3 separate regions of the Mus musculus genome follow, and all the other regions are linked to region 3. Evidence: chromatin contacts called from public Hi-C and HiChIP or PLAC-seq data. All regions are on one chromosome and are shown on one strand. Each heading gives the region's core, a stretch centred on a gene start, on an enhancer-like site or on the middle of the called end of the contact. The rest is flanking DNA. Distances are from core to core; before and after follow the strand shown. Region 1 overlaps Arl15 (ADP-ribosylation factor-like 15). Region 2 has its middle 20 kb from the start of Gm31276. Region 3 holds the start of Arl15 (ADP-ribosylation factor-like 15).

What was found. Hi-C and Micro-C count contacts between places; a contact is called where the count stands out from the background. HiChIP or PLAC-seq counts read pairs in DNA pulled down with a chosen protein or histone mark.
Region 1: an H3K4me3 HiChIP or PLAC-seq map of bone marrow-derived macrophages shows a contact between it and region 3, with 4 times the contacts expected there. The contact joins the enhancer-like site here to the promoter of Arl15 in region 3. A contact is called at or near these places in 1 of 39 promoter capture datasets (macrophages), 1 of 15 datasets of contacts at CTCF or cohesin (CD8 T cells), 9 of 484 Hi-C or Micro-C datasets (CD8 T cells, bone marrow-derived macrophages, embryonic stem cells and 5 more), 12 of 115 datasets of contacts at active chromatin or transcription factors (CD8 T cells, the HPC-7 cell line, the SCID.adh cell line and 4 more) and 1 of 9 other capture datasets (adipose tissue).
Region 2: a Hi-C map of the G1E-ER4 cell line shows a contact between it and region 3, with 2.8 times the contacts expected there. The contact joins the enhancer-like site here to the promoter of Arl15 in region 3. A contact is called at or near these places in 3 of 39 promoter capture datasets (embryonic stem cells, frontonasal cranial neural crest and macrophages), 6 of 484 Hi-C or Micro-C datasets (the G1E-ER4 cell line, embryonic stem cells, morula and 1 more) and 8 of 115 datasets of contacts at active chromatin or transcription factors (the SCID.adh cell line, bone marrow-derived macrophages, embryonic stem cells and 3 more).

The regions. Positions count from the first base shown.
Region 1 is chr13:113,827,550-113,830,542 of GRCm38.p6, forward strand. The region is part of intron 1 of Arl15 (ADP-ribosylation factor-like 15); the gene reads left to right. Among named protein-coding and RNA genes, the nearest start is that of Arl15, 35 kb to the left of the region's middle. Within about 2 kb of position 1,267, at least 68 of the 459 cell types and tissues checked have an H3K27ac peak or open chromatin away from gene starts, as enhancers often do. A contact at or near this core is called in CD8 T cells, the SCID.adh cell line, bone marrow-derived macrophages and 2 more, where this site is marked.
Region 2 is chr13:113,754,675-113,757,374 of GRCm38.p6, forward strand. No RefSeq gene overlaps it. Among named protein-coding and RNA genes, the nearest start is that of Gm31276, 20 kb to the left of the region's middle. Within about 2 kb of position 1,402, at least 20 of the 459 cell types and tissues checked have an H3K27ac peak or open chromatin away from gene starts, as enhancers often do. A contact at or near this core is called in the G1E-ER4 cell line, bone marrow-derived macrophages, intestinal villus epithelium and 1 more, where this site is marked.
Region 3 is chr13:113,793,060-113,795,759 of GRCm38.p6, forward strand. It overlaps Arl15 (ADP-ribosylation factor-like 15), which reads left to right and starts at 1,449. Exons shown (of 5, transcript NM_172595.4): 1 at 1,449-1,637. The coding sequence starts at 1,590.

The sequences.
Region 1 (2,993 bases), core at 17-2,516, 34 kb after region 3:
TCTACTTTAATGCCTGGAATGCTATTCTATAAACGATGTCTCTCTTACTCTGTATTTCACATTGCAGCAATAAGAAAGCAACGGAAGAAAGATGGTTGGGATTTGTTTTTTGTTTCGAGGCTGGGTGAATTGACTATCTATCGCCTCACTCCTATTTCTTCAGGAATATGGGAGGCATCTCTGAGGGTAACCATTAGACAAGTCTTTTTTTTAAAAAAAAAAAAAACAACTTAAGATTCAGTGGCAAAATGTCTTGGCATTTTTCCCTCTGAAGGTCCAAGGAGAGGGTTCTGAGACTGTAGGCAGGAGATACTGTTTCCTTTTGAATGTCAAATGATGGTTTTAAGTAAGGATTGCCCAAGGTTTACCCAAAGTCATTTTGTTTTCTCACCCCAGTTTCACAGAGGATGTATCAAATGTATCCAAAAAGCCTAAGGAGATGGTTTAAAATGAATAATGCAGAATTCCAAGGAAAATATAAGAACTCAGACTGTCCCCAGCGTCCTTGAGAACAGGAGCTGGTCTTGTGTCTGTGTTTGTCTTCACATCTCTGGGCCTGTTGCACAGTGTACTGGCTGGTTTTGTGTGTCAACTTGACACAAGCTGGAGTTCTCACAGAGAAAGGAGCCCCTATTGAGGAAATGCCTCTATGAGATCCAGCTGTAAGGCATTTTCTCAATTAGTGATCAAGGGGGAAAGGCCCCTTGTGGGTGGGACCATCGCTGGGCCGGTAGTCCTGGGTTCTATAAGAAAGCAAGCTGAGCAAGCCAGGGGAAGCAAGCCAGAAAGTAACATCCCTCCATGGCCTCTGCATCAGCTTCTGCTTCCTGCCCTGCTTGAGTTCCAGTCCTGACTTCCTTTAGTGATGAACAGCAATGTGGGAAGTGTAAGCCGAATAAACCCTTTCCTCCCCAACTTGCTTCTTGGCTCATGATGTGCAGGAATACAAACCCTGACTAAGACACACAGCATCTGGCACAGGGCACGTCGTACATGGATGTTGGATGTTCCGTTGTATGCAAGGGAGCGCTTTTCCTTTAGTTTTCCGTTATGAGAGCTAAAGTTATTCCACCTTTTGCTTAGTGGCATATCACAGGTGGGTGTTTGTCCCCAGAAAAATGAAGAAATCTTAGTCTTCTGAGATGCAAACAGCAAGTTTGGGTTTGGCATTTCAAAATTGAGTTGGAGGAGTATGGGGGTGGCTGAAGGGGGCGGGGGAGAGTTTATTAGTTTCGTTTTCACTGTGACCACATCACTGTCACCACATCATGGTGACCACATATCTGAGAAGAGATCTTAAAAGAGGAAAAGCTGCCCCATTGACCTACTTCTACTTACTCTATGGGGTTTCACCTTCGAAAGTTCCTTGAACATATAGATAATGCCTTCTGCTGGAGATTTAAGCCTTTAGCACCTGAACCTGTTGGCACATTTCAGATCCAGACAATAATGGGGACCAGCAGGAGCAGAGAGAGAGCCTCTGTTCATCAGATACCTATTAAAGTGGGGAGGGAAGAGGGCTGGAGAAGATGGATTCTAGACACGGCTCTGAGGAGGTTGATGCTGGGCAGGTGGAGCCTCCCTAAGAAGTTCCATGTTGGAAGGAAACTATCTCACCTCCAGGCCTCTTAACTTTGGGCCTTGGCAGATACACAGCTCAGCACAAATATTGTGGTGAGCCCAAAGTTGTGGCAGCTGGGAGCTGACACATCAACTGTACTTCTGTGGAAGGGAAGTTTGAGTGACATATCTCTGTGGCTGCTGCGGTGAGTCAACACAGCAGAGTGTGAATCCAAAGACACTAAATGGAAAATTCCAGAAATAAGTTTAAATTGCATGCTATTTTGAGCTGCAAGATGGATTTTGAACTGTCTCCCACACTCCAGTAGTATATGAATCCCCTTTAGGTCTGGTGTATGTATGCTGTATATATATATATATATTCCTTGATCGCTAAGGTCATTTAGCTTAGTGGCTCCTGTTAGATCAACTGTCACAGTATTACATTGCTTATATTCAAATAATTTTTAACAGTGGGCTGAAAGGCGCAAAGCTAGTGATGTGGGCAGTTTTATTCCATTGAAGTCATCCTATTGAGTCTCTCTGTTTCATTACCTGTTATTAATTGCTTGCTATGCCTAATGTATTAATTAAGGTTTGACATGAGAATGTATGTATAAGGTAAATATACTGCATATAGGATTTGGTATTATCTGAAGTTTTAGAAACGTGAAGGTTTTGGAGTGTCCCCTTAGAGGATAGAGCTGTACTCAGTCATTTACATCTAGGATCTGGGAATAGCAGGACTTCCAATAACAGTGTATTCATCAGTAAATACCTCACATTTAGCCTGAGCCTCGGCCCCTGCAGGTGTTCACCTCTGCTTACTCCGTGAAGAGAATCTGCATGTGGATTCATTTCAAGGCTCATAAAATAAGTGCTGTGGTTTGAGATCTGTCCCCTAAAGAGTTTGTATGCCGAAGCTTGAACTATCAATGTGGTGACACTGGAGATGGGACCATTGTGAGATGCTTAGATGTGAGTGAGGTTGTGAGGATAGGGGGCCTTCAGAAGACTAGTCTCTTAGAAGAAGAGCAGCCAGAAGGCTTGCTTCCTGTCTCATTGTCCGCTGTATGAATAGCAGCCATGAAACTGGCCATCTGTAACCAAAGCAGGGTGCTCACCAGCACTGACCACGTGGGCATCCTGATGGAGAATTTCTTGCCTCCTGTACTGTGACAGGATTTCTGTGGTGGGATTATGGCAGAGAACACTAACATGGTGAGGGGGAAAATACGTATTAGTTGTAGACAAAGAGCATATGCCACCAAAACTTTGATGTTGAAAATCATTTTTGAATTATTGAAAATATTTATACTGAAAATAAATGCTAAATTCCAAATAAAAACCGAGAGAGGAGGAACAATTAAAAGATGCAGGCTAGTTTGTTGAAAAGAGACCTTGTTCCGTGGCTGAGGTTTTTCCTAAATGCT
Region 2 (2,700 bases), core at 152-2,651, 38 kb before region 3:
GTAAAATTATTGCTGTTTCTTTTTAAGACACTGTGGTTGAGTTCTTGAATGCTGTTGTTGCCACTGTTACTGTAGTTTTGCTTCTGTTTTTCAGTGGGGCAGGTTGTATGCAGGAAAACAGATTCTGTGGAGCCCACGGAATCACAACGTCATACCTGCAATCATGTTTGAGCTTCAGTTCCCACTTGAGCATAAGCAGGAACTTTGACTGTTTCAAAGAGAAGGAAGCACAAACAGAGATTCCCCCTAATGATGAGGTCGTGCAGTGTATGAGATAAAAGTCCAGTGAGTCTGAGCCCAAGTTCTTGGGTCTCCAGGGCGACCTGGAGGAACACTATAGGAATCAGACACCCTGAAATGTGTTCTCAATCCTCAAGAGGAAACCTGAACGATAGAAGGTGTAGTGACTCCTCAAATCCTCCCTTTCCTCGTCTGTAAAAGGAAATTAAAGTCCCCTCTTGGCCCCAGGGCTGTGCTGGCGCTGATTAATCATTAAGACTGACCTCATTAAGTGCTGAACTTCAGGCTAAGCAGAGAATGAAGTGTGTGCCGGTGAACTTTGAACCCATCAGAGGCACAAGGGAAGAGTGAAGACTTATTTCCTAATATCTTTTACTTACCAGTATTTCTTGTTTGGTTTTGAATATCAGACTTATTTCTTTAAACCCTAGTCTATTCCTGAGTTTCTTTGCTGGGTTCCAGGTCTAGCTCTTTCTAGATCCAGGTTTGACAAGCAAGGGATGTGGGAAGATCATGGCAGGTTTGTATGTTCATGGAGTGCCTTGTGATTCTGTAGTTGGAAGCAGCCTCTGGAGAACCCACATGTTTGGCTGCTATAAAGTTCTTCATTGCTCTGGGGCTCCAACACTCTCAGGGCCTGGAGAACCGGGTCTTGGCATAGAGTTAGCAGCCTGTATCATTGGTTGTTGGTGTCTCATTCTCCTTTGTTTCTTTCAACATGTCCCTTGCAGGAGAAATTCAAGGGTTGTTTGTTTGCTTGTTTGAAGGAATGGTATTGCAACGGTAAGAACAGGAAATTATTTAATAATGCATAGAACATCACATGTTGAGTTCTACAGCTGTGTTATGCATTTTGTCATCGCTTAATCTCACAGATCAGGGTGTTCTCTCTTTCCTCAGCTTTAATAACATTTAACGATCCCTGTACTAGTGACTTGCCTTGTTGCTGAGACAAAAATGCCCGACAGAAGCAACTTGAGGCTCTCGGTCTGAGGATACAGCCCGTCTATCACAGCAGGGAAGGAGGGTAGCAGGAACTTAGGACAGCTGTCACATTACCGGTGACAAAACAGAGAACTGCTGATCCTCAGCTGACTTCCTCCTCCCCATTCAGTCTGGTATTCAGTCAGGGTCTGTCCTCCCCCCTCCATAACCTAATCAAGCAATTAACACTCACAGACATGCCCAGAAGTCTGTTTCCATAGTAACTTTATTTTGTGTGTGTGTGTGTGAGTGTGTGTGTGTGTGTGCACGTGTGTGTGTGTGTGTGTGTGTGTGTGTGCGCCCGTGTGTGTGTGTGTGTGTGTGTGTGTGTGTGTGTGTGTGAGTGTGTGGGGTGCACATGCACCCAGAGGACAACTTTCAGGATTCAGTTCTCTGTCTCAACCAAGAAACCTTATCCTATCAAGATGGTCACAATTAACTGTCAGAATCCCTAACTTTTGGATTCTTTGGGGTAGAAGTTAGGGTGCTCCACATATCCTCCCAAGGGGTTTTACAACTAACAATTTGTGCGAGGCAACCAGTATAATAAAGAACATAGTTGACCCAGAGGCCTCAGCGCCCAGGACTCTTCCTCAAGCGTTTCTTCACATTCAGTTCCTTTTGTACTCTCAAAAGACATTTAGTCCTATTTTGTCAGCCTGTGGCAAGACCTCAGGGCATATCCTTTCTGAAAAAGAAAAACCTCCTGAAGAGAGCTGCTGGCAAATTTTCTTACATAAACCAGGAATTAGCATCTTTTTCCAGTAAAGGTTCGAGGGGTAAGTATTCCTATCTCTGTAGGTCGATGACCTCTGTTGCAGACCGTTCAACTGTGTTGCCACAGTGGGAAAGCAGTGCAACAGCAGGACATACACAAATCCGCCACATTCCTACTGACTTAGTCAGGGTTTCTATTCCTACACAAAACATCACATCCAAGAAGCAAGTTGGGGGGGGAAAGAGTTTATTCTGCTTACACTTCCACGTTGCTGTTCATCATCAAAGGAAGTCAGGACTGGAACTCAAGCAGGTCAGGAAGCAGGAGCTGATGCAGAGGCCATGGAGGGATGTTACTTACCGGCTTGCTTCCCCTGGCTTGCTCAGCTTGCTTTCTTATAGAACCCAAGACTACCAACCCAGGGATGGTCCCACCCACAAGGGGCCCTCCCTGCTTGATCATTAATTGAGAAAATGCCTTACAGCTGGATCTCATGGAGGCATTTCCTCACCTGAAGCTCCTTTCTCTGTGATAATTCCAGCTTATGTCAAGTTAACACAAAACCAGCCAGTACACCTACCAAACAGGCTTGGTTTGTCCCTGTTACTTTCCCCCCATCTCTGACCTAGGCAGTGGTGCTATTAGGACCAATCACTCTCCTACAAAATGCTTTTGAAAACATTAGCAAAAGATGTTCAGTCCTGAGTCTTAGTCACACAGGGAGGTAAAATATCCTTCAAAATATATCCATCCTGGTA
Region 3 (2,700 bases), core at 199-2,698:
TTTTGAATACACGTGTACAGACAGAGCTGGCCTTTATTGATATAATTTTCAAGATATATGTGTTTAAGTAATAACTTCTTAAAAGGAGTTGTTCTGTTTTGTTTTGTTTTACTCCAGGGTTAGTAAGTCTCAGTTGCACTAAGCCAGTAGATTCAATTTTGATTTTTATTTTCTTGCCATTCTATATTTTACTCCTCTCCATACCCAACTCCAAATGGCATGCTTATCTTGTCTCACCTTTGCCTTGACTGTCCTTTCTAGCCTGAATCTTGGAGGTGAAAGAAAAAAAATCCAGAACTGACCGTTGTCTTTATCTCGCTTGACTCCCATTTTCACTCAATTCCAAGTAATTCTTTTTTAAAAAAATTTTAAAATTTTTCTATTTTTTATTTTTTGGTTTTTCGAGACAGGGTTTCTCTGTATTTCTCTGGCTGTCCTGGAACTCACTCTGTAGACCAGGCTGGCCTCGAACTCAGAAATCCGCCTGCCTCTCTGCCTCCCAAGTGCTGGGATCAAAGGCGTGCACCACCACTGCCCGGGCCCCAAGTTTGTTTGTTTGTTTTTTTGAGACAGGGTTTCTCTGGATTTCTCTGTGTAGCCCTGGCTGTCCTGGAATTCGTTCTGTAGACCAGGCTGGCCTCGAACTCAGAAATCCACCTGCCTCTGCCTCCCAAGTGCTGGGATTAAAGGCGTGCGCCACCACCGCCCGGCTTGCTTTTTTTTTTCTTTTTTTCTTTTTTTTTTTTTTAATTTAGGAAACGCACAAGTCTCAAGTGCACCGGCTCTGTTTTTCCTAAGATAAGGTTCACAAACAGTATTACTTGGGTCCTTTAGAGGACTTTCACAATCCCACCGCTCATTCTATTCAGGTACATTGGATTAAGCATGCAAAGATCAGATGCCTGTCTCCTTCAATGTTTGGGGTGATCAATTTACTTGTGAGTCTCTAGGTTCCTAGTCTGGACTGCACTGGTGCTGAGCCGCAGGAAGGTCAAGTTCAAGTTGTCCGCCGTAGCAGACACCCACACCCTGGAGGGTCAATGCAGTCCCCAGTACTGCACAGTTTGCCTTCTTTAAGGTGTCTGCCCTTCTAATCCGCAGGTCCAGGGCGTTTCAAGGCCACAGGAAGGCGCTCGGGGCAACTGCCTCCCACCGCCCTGGGCTGCTTTCTTAAGGAGGGGTGGGCGGGGACGCCGCCGCCGCTGCTCTTCAATCTCAGGCAGGCTGCTTGCCGGGTCTCGAGCGGACTAGAGGCTGAGAGTCGGCCTCCCGGGGCCGCAGCGCGTTTCCGCCCGCCCCTCCCCCAGCAAACAGGAACCAGCACCGTCCCGGGTCCCGCGCTTCTCTGCTGCCCTCCACCGGGGGGACTGCCTTTTATAGACACTCCGGCCAATGAGCGCGCTCCTTTTCCTCGGCCCGCCCTCCCAGCCAATCGTCGCTTCCCTGGTGTAATCTTCGGCTCCTCGGCTGCTCTCGGCGATCTTCGCTGTTGCTGGCTTTTTCAGGAGCTGCTCGCTGGCAGCCCGAGACGCTGCTGCTTTTTTTTTTTTTCCGGGTTCGGAGCCATTCCGGATGCTTTAGGCTGCCGGATGTCTGATCTCCGGATAACTGAGGCGTTTCTGTACATGGATTATCTGGTAGGTGCGGGGCGCCGGCGGCATGTCGCCTCTCGGATCTCGCGGTGGCCCATGGCCCCCTGCCTGGAGCAGCAGCCTCTCGGCTTTCTTTCTTTGGGATGGGATGCCTTGGGTTGCTTTCTCCCGGGGCTGGCTCTGAGGGGCGGCGGCGGGGGGAGAGGACGGGCTGACAGGTAAAGGCGCGGAGGGGACCGGCGGGACTGCGGGAGATGGGGCCACGCTCCGCGCGCCTCTCCGCGCTCCCGGCGCAGGACTTTCTTTCCGGGGAAGCTGGAGTTTTCCGCTCTCCTCTTAGCAGAACTCCAAGAGCTATTAAAGAGCCATAAGCAGAATGGCTCGCTAAGTGCCTGGCAGGTCCGGTCATTTGGTCGTTATTAGATCTCTAAAGGAATGACCTGGGTCGTGGCGGGATTTTAAAAACACATTACCAGAAAGTAGACTGGACTAAACCACATTGCAACCCGGCCTGAGCAGGATTGGGCAGGGACAGGCATTGCCCCGCGGCTGTGGTTGTGGTGCACGCCGCTTTTGTGCATGGTGTGCATGGTTTGGCAATCGGTTTGAGATCAGCCCCGTGCTGGGAAGTTTAGGTAGGAAAAGTTTTTTTAGCACAGCGCTGGAACGGAACACTTAGACGTGTTTCTAGAATTGTGCAAGCCTCGTGTTTTCGTTCCAGAAATTGTATTTCCACAGAGCTGCCTGTTTGTGGTCAAGCAGATCCTTTTTGACATGAACCGTGTTCGATCCTGCCCATTTTCTGCGTGGATGGTGTCAGAACGAACGGCTGTTGCCATGCAGTGCTGAAGTAGAGGGTTAGAAGTGTTGGCCCTTCTGTCATCCTGTAGGACACATGGTTTTTCCACTGCAGATTGGCCTAGCAGAGATTTGTCAGTGCCTTCTAGGAATTACACTTAAGGCTGTACGGAGAAAGACCGAATACTTTCCAGACCAAGAAAGAGAGGGCTGCGTTGTAACGTTACCAGTGTATGAGGGTTTATTCAGGTGTGTAGAAACTGGCAAGGATGGAGACCAGTTAGTGCGCGACCTTGAGAACAGAGCCGAA